2 separate regions of the Mus musculus genome follow, and region 1 is linked to region 2. The links are chromatin contacts, called in public promoter capture Hi-C maps. All regions are on one chromosome and are shown on one strand. The core of a region is the stretch at or near the end of the contact, and the rest is flanking DNA. Distances in the headings are between cores, read along the strand shown.

What was found. Capture Hi-C pulls out chosen DNA fragments and counts their contacts.
Region 1: a promoter capture Hi-C map of adipose tissue shows a contact between it and region 2. A contact is called at or near these places in 2 of 9 other capture datasets (adipose tissue and liver).

What each region holds. Positions count from the first base shown.
Region 1 is chr15:66,918,288-66,921,824 of GRCm38.p6, reverse strand. Ccn4 (cellular communication network factor 4) reads right to left here. Exons shown (of 5, transcript NM_018865.3): 5 at 1-2,670. The coding sequence ends at 2,371. Among named protein-coding and RNA genes, the nearest start is that of Ccn4, 29 kb to the right of the region's middle.
Region 2 is chr15:66,796,349-66,799,687 of GRCm38.p6, reverse strand. All of the region lies in intron 41 of Tg (thyroglobulin), which reads right to left. The region is part of intron 3 of Sla (src-like adaptor); the gene reads left to right. Among named protein-coding and RNA genes, the nearest start is that of Sla, 34 kb to the left of the region's middle.

The DNA.
Region 1 (3,537 bases), core at 1,020-3,519, 120 kb before region 2:
CCCTTGGTTCAAAGAAGGTTGGTTCCTCTGGTCGTTCTGTATGCCAGGTCTGTTTCTAAATAACGATGGAGCTACCCTGGCCATCCCTTTCTCCTATTCCCAATGATCACCCTAACTCCTTTGGTTGAAGATGCTCAGCTCAGTTTCCCAAAAGAGGATGGATACCTGGGAAGACCCTAGCTTATGGCTCCTATGGAAGTTCTTACAGAGTTAGCTGTTAAGGCAGATTTTTCCAATAGAAGAAAATCAAATATGATACCACATAAAATTTACCTAATTAATAACCCACAGTGGTAACTTATATTTACATACAAGTACTTGTACACATATGAACATATGTTTACTCAAAATACTAGGCCTCTCTTAAGAGAGGATTTCTTACTGTTAAGATGAGATCCTGGAAGAAAAGGCTTCTAAGGAAAAATAGGAATATATATATATAGTATTTTCTTCCCAAAATACATCTTAAGCACCACTGTTTGCCTTGCATAAGGCCAGGCCTTTGGGAAGTTGCAGGAAGGAGGGGAAATCTCAAGTCCCCTTTCCTACTTACAAATCCATTTATGAGTGTGTGTATAGTTCTCCCATATGCCCATATGTATGGTGTGGGGCAAACTGAATCATCATATAAAAGCATGCTGTAAGCTAGTTCTGATTCCAGGGCAGGAGGAGCCACAGGGGATAATGCACATGCCCTTTTCTGTCCAGTTTAGGTTGGATCCTTAGTACCTAGACACACTCTCCTCTTACGTGAAAGGGGCTAGAGAGCCAATACTAAGAGGGCAAGCTGCTGACTTCTGTATGCTTTCCTGCCCTGACATGTTTACAAGGTCCAGAAGCAAAGGGGAAATATGAAGGCAATCTTCTCTGGCTATGAGTCTTCAGATAGGTGACTTTGATTGAACTTATTAGCCTCTTTGAATTGATATTTCACAGTGTCAAGAACAGAAATCATTAAGGGAAGTCCTCTGTGTTATCAGCAAGTTTCAATGAGTAAATGTGTGGCAAATATTGAGAACAATGGGTAGTATGTAGAACACAATAAAAGGATGATGACAGAAAATTCTACCTCTAAAATAGGTAACAACCTCATTATCACTTAGGAAAAAAAATATTTCTTTAGCTTACAAACTCTTTAACGTTTACCACTACTAAATAGATCCCCATTTCTGAATGGCTGGTCGACTTCTGTCTTCAGATGAGAAAACTGAGTTAACTTTCTTCATAGACACTGAGGCTGTAAAGTAGGTCACTGAAACAAAAAAGATTTGTCCTGGGTCCAGGGACTACTGTGGCCTTACCACAGTCACTGGGTGACTGCTAGAGGTCACCCAGGCCATGGGAGGGTGATCCACTTGTTTGTTTGATGCACATATTCTGTTAGGTCTGGCGTAGACTTCAAAAGAGTCTTCTAAGGGCCATGAGAACATCTTTCCATCTTACTTTTTGAGACAACAGACAAGTCACTCTACGGTCCCTACCAACTCCCATGAACCCTAGGGAGAGAGAGGCCCAGATTTTGGCTAATTGTCCTAAGAACTTGGCCAGCAGCAGATTCAGTGACCTGCCCAGCTATGGCTTGAAAGATTGGCTGGCCTTGTCCCATCCCTACGGGATGAATTGAGGGCTACCATCTCCCTGCAAAAGTAAGACTTCTCAAATTACATTCCTGATCAACAAGAACCCAAGTTTAGCCCTTTATAGAATATGGGGTGAGAGGAGAAAGTGCCCAAGTTAATGAAATGACTTTCTTTTCTTTTCTTTTTTTTTTTTCCTTCTTTTTAAAATGATTTTCAATAGCAAAACAGAATGACACAACTATGGTCCTCACCTGGAAAATGTTTGGTGACTTGTGATATACAGATCAGTGGAACAAGAACACTTTTGGTATGTTTTAGGCAGAAATACCCAGGATAGTATCATTTGGCAAGGGTAAAATAATAGCTTATTCCTGTGTCCCCAATCCCATCCATCTGTCTGAAAGGATCCCAGCATCCCTAGGCTTGGCATCTGAGGAAGGACTTCATGATACTGGTTCTTCAGCTGATGCTTTTCCTTGGACAATCCCATCACAACTTCTGACAACTTGCCCAGGCTGGAGCCAGACTAGCTGGGCCAGGCTTTGCTTCCATTGTGAACAGTCAGAGATGTGTTTTCCTTGGAATGATGTAGAATGTCCCCAAGGAGGAACCCATTGTCTGAGCCTGAGCAGCACTCTCCTGGGCCATTACGATTGTCAAAACAGGAACAGAAACTGGGAATTCAGAATCGAGTAGGAAGTAGATGAAATAAGGCTCAATTGTGAAGTCCTGGACCACAAAGGGCTGGCTGCTTTGCAGCATGGAACTTTACCCTGAGCCACACACCCACCTAATTGGCAATCTCTTCGAAGTCAGGGTAAGATTCCAAGTCAGCAAAGATATCGTTAGGATTCCTGCAGCTCAGGTTGCAGAAGCAAGCATTAATCCATAGGACCTGCCGGGAGAAACCTGGCCCCTCTGGACACTGGAAATCCACACTGATGGTCTTGGACTTGTAGGGGATGCAACACCTATTGTCAGTACAGACTCCGCAGTACTTGGGTCGGTAGGTGCGTGTGCTGACACAGCCTGCGAGAGTGAAGTTCGTGGCCTCCTCTGGCTGGTACACAGCCAGGCATTTCTTCCCTGCCTTCAGGAAGGGAAAGGAGCCTTGGTTAGTACTGGTGATGTATAGCCACCATGCTCCCTCCAAACGCCAAATCCTCCCTTCCCATCATTGTGCATGGCAGGCGTCATCTTTGCTCCAGATTCACAGACTCTTTAAGTAATGAAGGACATCAGCCAACAAAACAAGACCTTGCCACATAACACATGTAAACCAAGGATTGCAGGAGGGCATTACCATGCTGAGCTCAGATATCACAGCTAGCAGTCTCCCTTCTCTCCTGATTTTTTTTTCCATTTTGGTACCCATGTGTCAGTGTCACCAGCACAAGAATCCTCTTTTAGCTAACCAAGCTCCCCAGCTAGCAAGCAGCTGAGCTGACATGGAATTCCATCATTAATCAGAGGCACATTTTGCTCTCATCTGTCCCATCTACCCCACCACCTCTCTTTCTCACAAATTCAGAATTGACGTTATTCAAATACAATTGTAGCCTTCTAGGAGGCTGTGGGCTCCTTGATACTCTGGCCTCTTTCTGTATCTCACTAATATAACCTTGAAGCTGGTCTACAGTAGGCAATTACTAAATGCCCTGTGCTAGTGTTAGGTTCTATTATCAGCATCCTAGCAGAGCTGGGCTCAGAACACATCCAGTGCGGGTAGAGCTTGCAGATTATCCAATCGGGGGAACAAACCTACCCAGGGTAGATGATGGTGGAGATGGGAGAGGAATCATGAGCTTCTAGCGAAGGGCCCAGACTTGTGATAGATTTTTAGAGCCCAGATTAGGGTCCTTGTTTTATTGTTCCTTATACTGGGTATTTCACACCCATACTTCCAATTAGGAGACATTCATAAAGGACCTGCTGGCACCAAAGGTTGGCACAGCAG
Region 2 (3,339 bases), core at 573-3,072:
AAACAGGACTGAGCAAGGTAAGGAGAGGAAGGAAACAAGTAAATCTGAAGGCCCAGCAGAACTGTGATGGCGGGTGGAAGGTGGATATCAGCGAGCTGTGTTTCCAACCAGGCCCTGGAAGGTCTTACGCCCCTAAAGCTAGCAGATCCCAGGCCAGTGCTAGTTGTGCTTTCATATCTAAGACAATCACGAGCTGACTAGCCAGGTCATCATGGTGTCTCCTCAGTTCTCATTTTTATGACAGTGATAATTGTAGTGTGGCTTGGTGCCTGAGGTGTGCCACACATGGCTCTAAGAGCTTTATGCATATGATGTGAGCCATTGGATATACATATGCATATCACATAAGAATAGCATCTCACGTGAAAATTCCTTCAAAGCAGCTCCTAATTTTTATAATAGTCCAACCACATTATCACTATCACACTCTTCAATTTGCAGTCGAGGAAACTGAGGGCATGTCATAGGCCATGCCTAATGTCCTCCAGCTCATCAGGGATGTGAGAGGAGAAACAAGCAGATTAACTGAGTGTAGTGGTCAGAGTCCTCCCCTGTCTTTAAAAAACAAAAACAAAAACAAAAGAACTCCATCATAATCCCAGGGTAGACTGTGCTCAGAGAGAGGATATGCCAGGAGTAAGGAATTATGCCCAGTTAACAGATTCAATGACACAAAAACTCTTGGGCCATTGCAAGAACTTATAAATGAAGTACCAGTCAGATCTTAGCTTAGGTCCTCATTTCTATATCACTAACCCATTCCTGGAGCATGGGGTGGCTTTAAGTGGAAGGATATTTGACTTCTGAGTCATTTTACCCTTAAAGAATATAAAATACAAGTAGGTAACCTATCAAATCCATACCTGTAGATGGTAGGACCCACAGACCTGGCTTCCATGCATCAGCAGAACTTCGTAGGCCTTCCTCCAAGCCAGCCTGCAGCTCCATCTGGTTGGCTATGTTCATATGTGCTGCTTTGCTTACTGATAAACTTACTGAAAGTCAGGCCTAAAGGTGACCTTTCAGAGGCAATGTGTTTGGATATGAGTCAAAACAGGATGAAAGCAGAAGTTGAAATAATGCAGCCATTTAGCCCTGCACCCACTAGCCACAGGTGTTGCCTGCATGAGCTCTGAATGCTCACTTGGATCTATCTGGTCTTTATCTGTGGGGGATGGATTGTTGATTGAGGAGAGCCTAGACCCAAGGTGCAAAAAGAGCTAAATGAAGTGACCATAGGCCTGTAGTCTCATGCTGTTCTGTGGACATGCCATCAACTCTCCAGCTTTGCTCATTCTATCCCCCAAGTAAGAATGGGTGACCCACAGGGCTGGGGAGAATATGAGAAAGAAGGGATGGGTACAGTTTCTACTACAGACACCAATGGGGCTACTGAGCAGGTGCTAACTTTAGAAATGAAGTGGCTGTGGCATGCTAAAGAAAAAACAGGCCACAAAGGCCTGCTCTTCGAGCTAGGTAACATGTGGCCAGTAACCTCTGTCTGGGTTCCTGTCCTTACATGATACATTTGTATATTCACTTCTCCATCCCTACTCATTCCCCAGGTATCAGCAAATATTTGGATTTTCCTTTTCTCCTCTTACCAAGTGGAGTTTGTATTTAGATGGGCCAAAGGTAGTAAGAAAGCCTCACATTGCCTCTCCTTTGTGTCAGTAACACTGAGATGGTCCAGCTGGAGCTGGTCTTGATTGGGAAAGAGTGTGCTTATCCTCTGTGGGAATGTTCCTTTGAGTCATGAAGTCCACATAATCCACCACAAGGCAGATTTTGATATATTCTGTTTTAATATGTGAATGAGCCAAGCTCTAGTTAGTTAAAAGAAGCCTTGCTTCAAATCACAGATCTCTAAAGTGGTGGTGTGTGGGTCAGCCCAGCTGATTTCAAATGCTCTGAGTTCCTCATGGCCAGCACAGATGTACTCTGTGACTCTCATTACTGACCATGGCCCTCCTTCCTTAGCCTCTTTCCTGCCTCGTTCATTATATGGCAGTATCTAAATGTTTAGATTTCTGAAAAAGGAATGAAATTCTACTTTGTATACAAGGTAAAGTCCTAATGGGTTTGTACCATCCTCTCATTTTGCTTCCACATTACATGCTACATGTATAAGTCTGCCTAAACAGGTAGCTTAAACGTTTGTCAAAATGTCTGCCATACAGTTTGTCAAAAAGTTTAGTCTCTTTTTAAATAAATAAAAAAACCACACATGCAATTTTTTATAAACCCATGGCTCTGAGAAGGCTTGAAGATGTCTCTGAGAAGAAAACCTGTAATCCCACCTCAGATATTTATTTCCCTGTAGAGATCAGAGTTCAGGGAAGACAGTGGGGCCCTAAAGCCAAATTTGCTCACTATGGCCACACTGATGTTCCCTGGAGGTTTAAGCCAGGCTCTGTGTCTTCTATTGGTTTGTCCTTTGGTGATAAGGAGAAGGAACACATTTAATGTTCCTGAAACCCTTTGGCAGAAAACCAAGTACAAGGCTGTCCCGGCGAGAGTTCACTGTCATAACTGTGAAAACATGGCTGTTAAAAAAGCTCCATGAGAATCTGCCTCTGCAACTGTGAATCTGTAGCCCCCAGAATCCCTCTGTTTTTTTCCCCTGGAATGCCTGCATGCACAATGGACTTTTGTGTTTTCTTTATTTCTGTTTCCTTTTGTTCTTACACTATAAACGGTGGCTTTGTAATGTTTCACAGTTTTAATCTGGAGTGTACAATGTGACCACATCAAGCCACGAACACCATGGTGAGCACAGGCTCTAATTAAAGGGTCTATTCTTGTCATAGATATTGTATTTTAGGAGTCATTTTAACAGTTTTTCATATGGGGATACACCAATCAGTTTTTCTCTGCCTGGAATTCTCTGGGGACAGCACAGAGAACCCTAACATAGAGTCAGCTCCATTTTGTTTCCCACACATATGCCTAGAGTGTCTGGCAAGCTCCAGGCTGTGCCCAGGGCTGCCTGACACTGAATACCCCCCGTGCTCAGTTTTCTAGGGGCTCACAGCCAGGTAAGGGCATCCTCTGACAGTCATATGGATGTGCCAGGGCAACTTTCAGACACTGCTTCAAAGGAAAACTTCAAGTAAAGGCTAGCAAAGCACAGAGTCTCTTCCAGAGGCTGGAGTTGCTGAGGGTAGCAGAGGTGAGGAGAGATCCAGTGTGACTAGGCAGAGGGACAGCTCATGCTGAGGCTCCTAGGTCTGGGAAAGACCTGTCGCTCTCAGCTGAGGGAGCTGAGGGAGTAAGCGGCTGTTTCCTAGTTGGGTAGGTACATCAGGCCAGGAACCATGTGTTTCTGTATCAGGAGCA